2 separate regions of the Xenopus tropicalis genome follow, and region 2 is linked to region 1. The links are chromatin contacts, called in public Hi-C maps. All regions are on one chromosome and are shown on one strand. The core of a region is the stretch at or near the end of the contact, and the rest is flanking DNA. Distances in the headings are between cores, read along the strand shown. Region 1 holds the start of uba2 (ubiquitin like modifier activating enzyme 2). Region 2 holds the start of gpi (glucose-6-phosphate isomerase).

Region 1 (3,914 bases), core at 1,358-3,857:
CAGTGTAGAGGTAAACATTCTTCCTGCCAAGACTATTTCCCACAATGACTTGCAAGCTTTTTTTTTTTTTTTTTTTACAGGTTTGTTAATCAACTGGCTACAGCTACATTTTCCAACAGTCATAATTGCAAAGATACGGTATACAGCAGTAATTATATTTGCAGATCATTTTATAACTACTAGAAATATGTAATTATTTATATTGTTAATTGCTTAGAATTTTTATTAATGAATTTAGCCATCTACTGAAAACCCACTCACAGTGTGGGAACAGAAGATGATAATTTGCAGTACGGATATCACAAAACTTCATGTCACAACTAGAATAAACTTTTATATTGAAGCCTGAACACTAGGGTATACTGCCCTGTTATGTGCTTATGGCCTTTGCATGTTGCTGATTAAAGAGCCATAAATTGAAGGAATTCATGTTTACATATAATTTTCTGAAAATGAAGGACATCAATGCAAAAAATAACTTTTTGCCTGATAAAAATAACCATTATTCTAAGCAGCTTTCAAAATGTATTGAAAATTTTAGTGCTTTAAGTTGTGATCAATAATTGCTATTAAAAGCAACATTTGCTTAACTCCATGTTATGACTATTTAAACAATGTTGCAAAGGCCAGTCTCCTTCAGCAAGACAGAACTGTCAATCTGCTGACTTGTGTTACATTGTTTCAAAAGCCAAAGCACTGCTGTGTTCAATAGAAATTATATATACAAATAACTTAAAAACCAAATTTGTAATGAAAGTATATTGAAAACTTGCTTAGAATGATGTTCTTTTATTAGGCAAAACATTATTTTTTGGGTTGACATAGAGCTGGGCGGTATGACCAAAAATTTATATCACGGTATTTTTCAAAATTATATCGGTGTCACGGTATTTGACGGTATTTTTTTTTTCCATGCATGATTAGGTGTTAACCCCATTTCCTAATAAATTAGAGAATAATTACTGCAGTATTGAAAATCAGAGTCAGGCAAGCGAAGGATCGGCAATAGAAAGTCGTAAGGTAAATCAGGCAGGCTTAGTTTCCCAGGCAAGGCCGCAGACAACATAGCACAGGAGGAGGCGTTTGATAGCTTTAAATACCCGCCATGCATGTGCAGAACCGGCGCCGTCAGCGCGCCGCGGACGTGCACGCTTTGACATGTACATGCGCTTTGACGCACGCGCACCTGGACGCGCGTGCGCAACGTCCTGCGGACAACGGGACGCGCGCGAGACCGGGCCGCACAGGTGAGTACCCTGACACCCCGGTATTGCGGTATCTGAAAAATGAATATAGTTTAAAAAACAAAACAAAACACCGGTATTCGGTATTAAACGGTATATCGCCCAGCCCTAGGTTGACATGTCCTTTAACATATAAAAACGGGATGTTTGCTTCACAAACAAATATATTCAATATATATGTTCAAATATTTACAGTCTGATTTTTTTTAATAAAGTAAAATATGGAACTCGTGAAAAATGAGTAAAAGTAAATTCTCTCTTTATACATATATATAGGAAAACATGTCTAATAGAAAATATTTTATTTGGATATAACAAATAAATATCCATAAATGTTCATGTTTTGGTATCCCTAGCACTTAAATAACAGCTTCTATACCGATAGGTAGTTTATGAGTAAAGTCAAAAGCTGGTAACATCAGCTCAGCAGGTGGAAGAAAAATGCTGTCAGGCCAATACCAATACAAACATTAAAAGTCACTCAGGATTCAGCAGGTGCAAAAAAAGGGAATGCTACAATGAAAAAGGGAACGAGAGGTTCCGAAACGTCGGTATCCTTCTCACCGATTGCTCCAATAAACCTGCATGGAGGCAGTTTTTTTTGCACCTTCTGAATTGTGAGTGACTTTCTTTTTTGTATTTTGCACTTAATATGTTTATAGCCGGGAGCCAGGGCTTTTAGGAATAAGCACTCCAAGTTAACTTTATTATAGACTCTATTTTGGATAGCACAACCGATTTTTTCTTTTTGCACCAATACAAGTGGGGCAATTCCCAGCATTTTGTTGCCCTCCTGTCAAGGTGCTGACAGTTGTGCAAGTGAGTACAAGCCATGTGTATTTATAAAACATGAGTGAAAGTGCTATGGCTCTGTGCAAGCCCTAACTATCTCCATGGCCTCTGTATATGAGACTGCTCCAGCCTGAGGCAGCTGTAACGATAGGGAAGCCCTGAGACTTATCCTTTCCGAGTAAGTGCTAGTGAGGTGTAGGGCCAGCAGCGCGGCCCGGGATATGGGTTGCTAGGGGAGGGGCAATGGATAGGATGCAGTTATTTGGCGGGGAAATGAAACAATAGAACTATAGCTGCCAGTATAACAAAGCCTAGAGCTACCGGTAACGCACAGCCTAAACCTCGCGTCTATGTATTTATACGCAGCAGGCCCGGCGCTTTTTCTCCCCGCCCTCCCGATCCCCATTTGCAGTCCCCATTATTTTCCGCACCACATCCAGGTTGATAAAGCCGGTCAACACCAAGTTTTTCAGTAACTCGCAGCCGATGCCTCCAGCCCCTACGACGAGCAGCCGGCTAGTCGACACAGCTTCTGCCAGTTCTTTGGGCAAAGCCCCGATCATAGCCATGGCTCCACTGCTGTCTCGGAGATACGGGAGGGAAAGCAGAGTATTGCGGCCTCGGTGAACAACGAGACTGGGAGAATGGAAAGAGCGGAACCAGTACAATGTGCTGACGGAGTGCGTTGTCTGCAGCGACACCTAATGGTGATACAGCAGCGCCGATTAATGCTTGCTGTCTGCATTCAAAGGGGGACCTCTAGTGTCCGAGTTTAAAGCAGCATTTCTGTACATACCTACTGGTAAAGTCTCACAGTTGCACGACTTCAACTCTGGTCTGGGAAATAATTACAAAGTCATTTACTAAAAATAGACATAAAATCATCAGAGGTGTCCATATAGCGGTTTGCTGCTAATTAATCTTTGCAAATGTCCTTTAACATATAAAAACTGGATGTTTGCTTCACAAACAAATATATTCAATTTATATGTTCAAATATATACAGTCTGATTTTTTTTTAATAAAGTAAAATATGGAACTCGTGAAAAATGAGTAAAAGTAAATTCTCTCTTTATACATATATAGGAAAACATGTCTAATAGAAAATATTTTATTTGAATATACTAAATAAATATCCATAAATGTTCATGTTTTGGTATCCCTGGCACTTAAATAACAGCTTCTATACTGATAGGTATAGCCATTAACTGTATGTCAAACAAGGCTTGAGACAAGATTATGGTTGTCGATCTTTGTGGATATAATACTGTGTCACGATATCTCTATCTTTTCTTTCTTCTTTGTTATTAATATCCCTTCTACCAGCAGGGCAGGCACAATAATGCCTGCCCCAAATGGAATCCATGCCACATGCTGTGGTTAAATTGGCTTTGCAAATATATTTTGTAGAGCCAAAAAAATGATGCTCCCTATTTATCTCATTATCTCTCTATTAATAGCAAAGATCTACTCCCAGTTTGGCAGAGTGGAGAGTTATGCATCACTTCTATGCTATGGAAATCATTTCCCAGAAGTCTCTCATCAAAACTGAACTTTTTTGGTCACACAGTATAGTTTAATATGAGTGTGTAATGATTTTATACAAGATGCAGGATTTACAGTGATAGCTTTATGCCAGCTAGCATATAGTTTGACAGCTGCTGACATTGCTACTTGTACTAGTCAGTTATAAGTGATGTGTAAGAGTGTGCTATATAGGCATGCAAAGTGAAAGGTAAAATAAAAATGACTAATGAAGTAATATTTATTTAGCCAGATGTGGCATCTCACTGCTAACATTCCTTTCCCTGGCACATTTATCCCTAACCATTGGCTTGTGAGCAGCATGTTGCTCACCGCTCTTTTTGATGTTGCTCC
Region 2 (3,888 bases), core at 903-3,402, 200 kb before region 1:
GCACACAAGTACAAGACACTTCTAATTAAGTATGACAGGGATGTTAAACAAAATCCAGTCCAAAAAAATGTTTCCTCTTGGCCAGGCAAGCTAAATTAATGCTTTGGGGGCCAGGTGTAGCCCTTTCTCTCCTACTTTGTGGCCACCAGTTGTTCTCTACCTTTCAGTTACAGTTTAAAGAGGAGGAAAGGTACAATCACTGTGGGTGCCAAAATTGGTCTGTGTGTAAATATTTTACCCTAAATTTGTTTAACGCTTTATTTTATTTCTGGTTATTTTCAGTTCTGGCTATAACATTTCAAAGACCCAATATCCTGGGATACTACGGAGCATTTCTGGAAATACAGAAGCTGTACCCTCCTAAAGAGAATATTGAGTAGCATACAGACCTTCGGTGCTCCATTTTGAAAAAAAGTACCATTGCCAAATTACCTGGTCCTCATCATGGAATAGCGATGGTTGCAAAAATAGATGTGTCAAAATCCTCTTAAATATGTTTTTATACAAATAATTTCTCGTTTTAGCATGTGTGTATTGCTTGCGCATCATACTTGTAGGCTGTGTCATGGGATAGGAATGGGGAGGGATTCAAATGTATATGTGCTGTCTGGGTCCTTACTGGTCCCTTTTTAGGCACACCTCTGGTCCAAACTCCAGTCAGCATGAGTCAGCTTTAAAGCTACAATATAATATGATATAAGAACAATTTTCAGTATGTGTACACTGGCCCAATGAGCCCAACCAGTTGGTGTGTACCATGGATATTAGCTGATTTATCAGTCAAGATGGTTCAAAAATGTCACCTGCCAGTGCACCATGTCAGCCAGGGTATGGTGCATCAGCTGATGAGAAAGAGAGGAAAAGCCATAGTTCTTCCCACTTCCTGCTATTCTGCCCAAATGCACCAAAGATAGGTGGCCATAATGTGTATCAGTATCATCCAGCACAGACCATCAATTTGTCAATTTGGTAACATTCTTTAATAGGTCACTTATTATCATATCAGTGATCTGCTAGTTAAGTATTTATTCTAAAGGAATACTTAATTGATAACAACCCCTCTTGAGACCCTGTAATTTCTGAATTCTAGCAGAAATGTACTTTTCTATCAGCCATGCAGCCACTTCCAAGACTAATAAATGATTGTGCAAAAGGCAAGCTGGCTTTACCATCTGCACATTAGTATATCCTCTGCTTTAATTCTCCCACATGTGCCTTGAACTTTATGCACACACTGTCATCTGTTCCGCTCCATCCCTGTAATCTGCATCAGTATCATCTAAAGGGGCCAGGGCAGGGCACAACCACACTTTGGCAGCATTGAGCTACCCTCCTCTGTCCCCCTGGACGTCTGTATGTTCTAGGTTGATGGCCCCGTGTTAACATAAAATCATTGCTCATATGCAGGTTCGGACTGGGGGGGTGCAGGGCCCATCAGGGCTTCTGCCTCGGGGGCCCCTGCACCTCCCAATGGCCCCCACCGCAGTCTCTCAACCCCCCCCGCTGGCCAATTGTCAGGTTCTTCATCAGGTCATTTCGCCAGTGGACTAGGGTAGGGGGGTAATTTTGGTTGTAAGTTGAAATTATTGACCGGTATGTTGGTCTGAGTTATGTTAATCTTAAATCTTTTCTTGTGAAGTTTTTAATAAAAAAAAACATAAAATCCCCCTCCCATCCGACCCCCTTCTCTGAGTGCACCTAAATTAAACTTACGGTCACCACGTTGGGGGAGGCGGAAGGGACACAGGTGTCCCAGTCCGACCCTGCTCATATGAGACTGTTTCCCAAACATAATTTATTTGCAGGAGCTGGGCAAACATGCCTATAACTTTTTAAATCAAATAAAACACTTTCACTTTTTGATGTTACTGGCCCTTTAAATGATCATCTGACAAGCCCTGTTTCACTAAAAAATAAAAAGCAATAGAGAATAAATGAGAACTCTAGCACTGCTATGCACGATTTCCCACATTTCTCCGTTCGGTTACCGCTGTCTCTGAGTGCAGACTCATCCAATTAAGGGCGGGGTTTTACAGTGGGGAGAGGGCTGCTGTCACTTGAAGAATCCTATTGGTCAGGGTTAGACCACATGTTGCAGCCCTGAATGGGCGTGAAGCTCACCTTCCGCTGTCTCAGAGCGATCAGTATAAGAGCTGCTGCTCTCATTCCGCTGGTTCTTCTCTTTTAGCTTCTGACCGTGTTTAGTACTGCGCTGAACTTCGCACCCTGTATAAGCCCAGCAATGGCACTCAGCTGTGACCCAGTGTACCAGAAACTGAGTCAGTGGTACGAAGCCCACCATGCCGGCCTTAACATGAGGCAGATGTTTGAAGCTGACAAGGGCAGGTTCAGCAAATTCAGGTAAATTACTATAAGGTGCAGCGTCTCTTCAACATGGCATCGGTGTGGCCAGGGAGATCCAGTGAGTCAGTGCTGTGTTTCCTGCTTGCAGACAGCCATGTTTAGTGCTGGAGCTGAATGAGGGAACCGAACAGAGATTGGCAGGGTGATGCCTTGCTTGGTGCTTGCAGCCGAGCTCTAACCAGGGGAGGGTGCGGGCCGTATAGTGATATGGTACCCAGCCATATTGGGAGCTGTCACTGGCCACTTCTCTAAGTCTCATCTCTGCCTGGCTGTGTCTGGCTTGTGTCACTGTGACCTTCATTCACCCTTGTGGGTTACTACGTGCGCTGCTGCACATCCCCGGGCAGCTTTCAGCTTACATTTAGGAACCCTTTGATTCCCCTATAAATAGTCATTGCAGCACTGTGTGGGCTGATGTGGCCGATCGATGCTCATGACATATCCTGGATCCGTTTCCTGTAACCTTGGCCAGGTTACTGTAGATTCTCTTTTCCACTCTTTTCTGGAGTGTTGGTGATTATTTAAGCCTTTACATTGATGGACTGCTGCTTTGGGACTTGCTAACAGATTGCCTTAGACTGTCACATGCCGGTTAAAGGAAAGAATACAATTACTATAGGCTATGGGATGATGTGCATGTGTGATTAGAGCATTATATATATTAATTGCTAAAGTCTGTGCGTGTTATTGAGCGATCTTTACCAACAATTAAATAAATAGATCATTACCTTGTTTTGTTTTAAAAAGCAAAATAAAAGCAATTAAAAAAATAAATAGATCATTATGATCCTCAATACCAGATAAACTGGATGAAAATATTGTAAATGGTTAACCTTAGCGTCGTCCCTCTGGAGTTTTGGGGAACTGAATTAAAAAAAAAGTACTCTGCTTAACTTTAAATTAAAGGAACAGTAACACCAAAAAATTAAAGAGTTCTAAAGTAAATGAAATATAATGTACTGTTGCCCTGCACTGGTAAAAGTTGTGTGTTTGCTACAGTAACTCTACTATGGTTTATATAATAAGCTGGTGTAGCCCCGGGGGCAGCCATTCAAGCTGGAAAAAAGGAGAAAAGGCACAGGTTACATAGCAGATAACGGATAAGTCCTGTAGAATACAATAGTGTTTTATCTGTTATCTGCTAAGTGCCTGTGCCTTTTCTCCTTTGAATGGCTGCCCCCATGGCTACACAGCTGCATTATGTATATAAACCATAGTAGTGTTTCTGAGGCAAACACACCAGTTGTACCAGTGCAGGGCAACAGTACATTATATTGGAATTTCTTTTATACACTTGAATTTTTTGGTGTACTGTTCCTTTAATACCCACCATCTTCCAGTTGTCTACTGCAAAATATATTCTCTACAAATGAGAGATGAAATTTCCATTCACATAACACTTTGACTCTATTATTCTTATGGCTGATAGTAAATCTTCATATAAAATTGATTTGCTGCAAAGTCTTTCTATCTTAAAGCACTGTCAGGAATTTTAACAACTTCCGGTCTTTATAAGTTCTTACC

The links. A called contact is a pair of places that touch in the nucleus more often than the background predicts.
Region 2: a contact with region 1 is called in a Hi-C map of gastrula embryo, with 2.2 times the contacts expected there. The contact joins the promoter of gpi here to the promoter of uba2 in region 1. A contact is called at or near these places in 2 of 5 Hi-C or Micro-C datasets (gastrula embryo and liver).

The regions. Positions count from the first base shown.
Region 1 is chr4:67,383,814-67,387,727 of UCB_Xtro_10.0, reverse strand. uba2 (ubiquitin like modifier activating enzyme 2) reads right to left here and starts at 2,607. Exons shown (of 17, transcript NM_001017091.2): 1 at 2,468-2,607. The coding sequence starts at 2,605.
Region 2 is chr4:67,586,922-67,590,809 of UCB_Xtro_10.0, reverse strand. gpi (glucose-6-phosphate isomerase) reads left to right here and starts at 2,152. Exons shown (of 18, transcript NM_001011010.1): 1 at 2,152-2,361. The coding sequence starts at 2,243.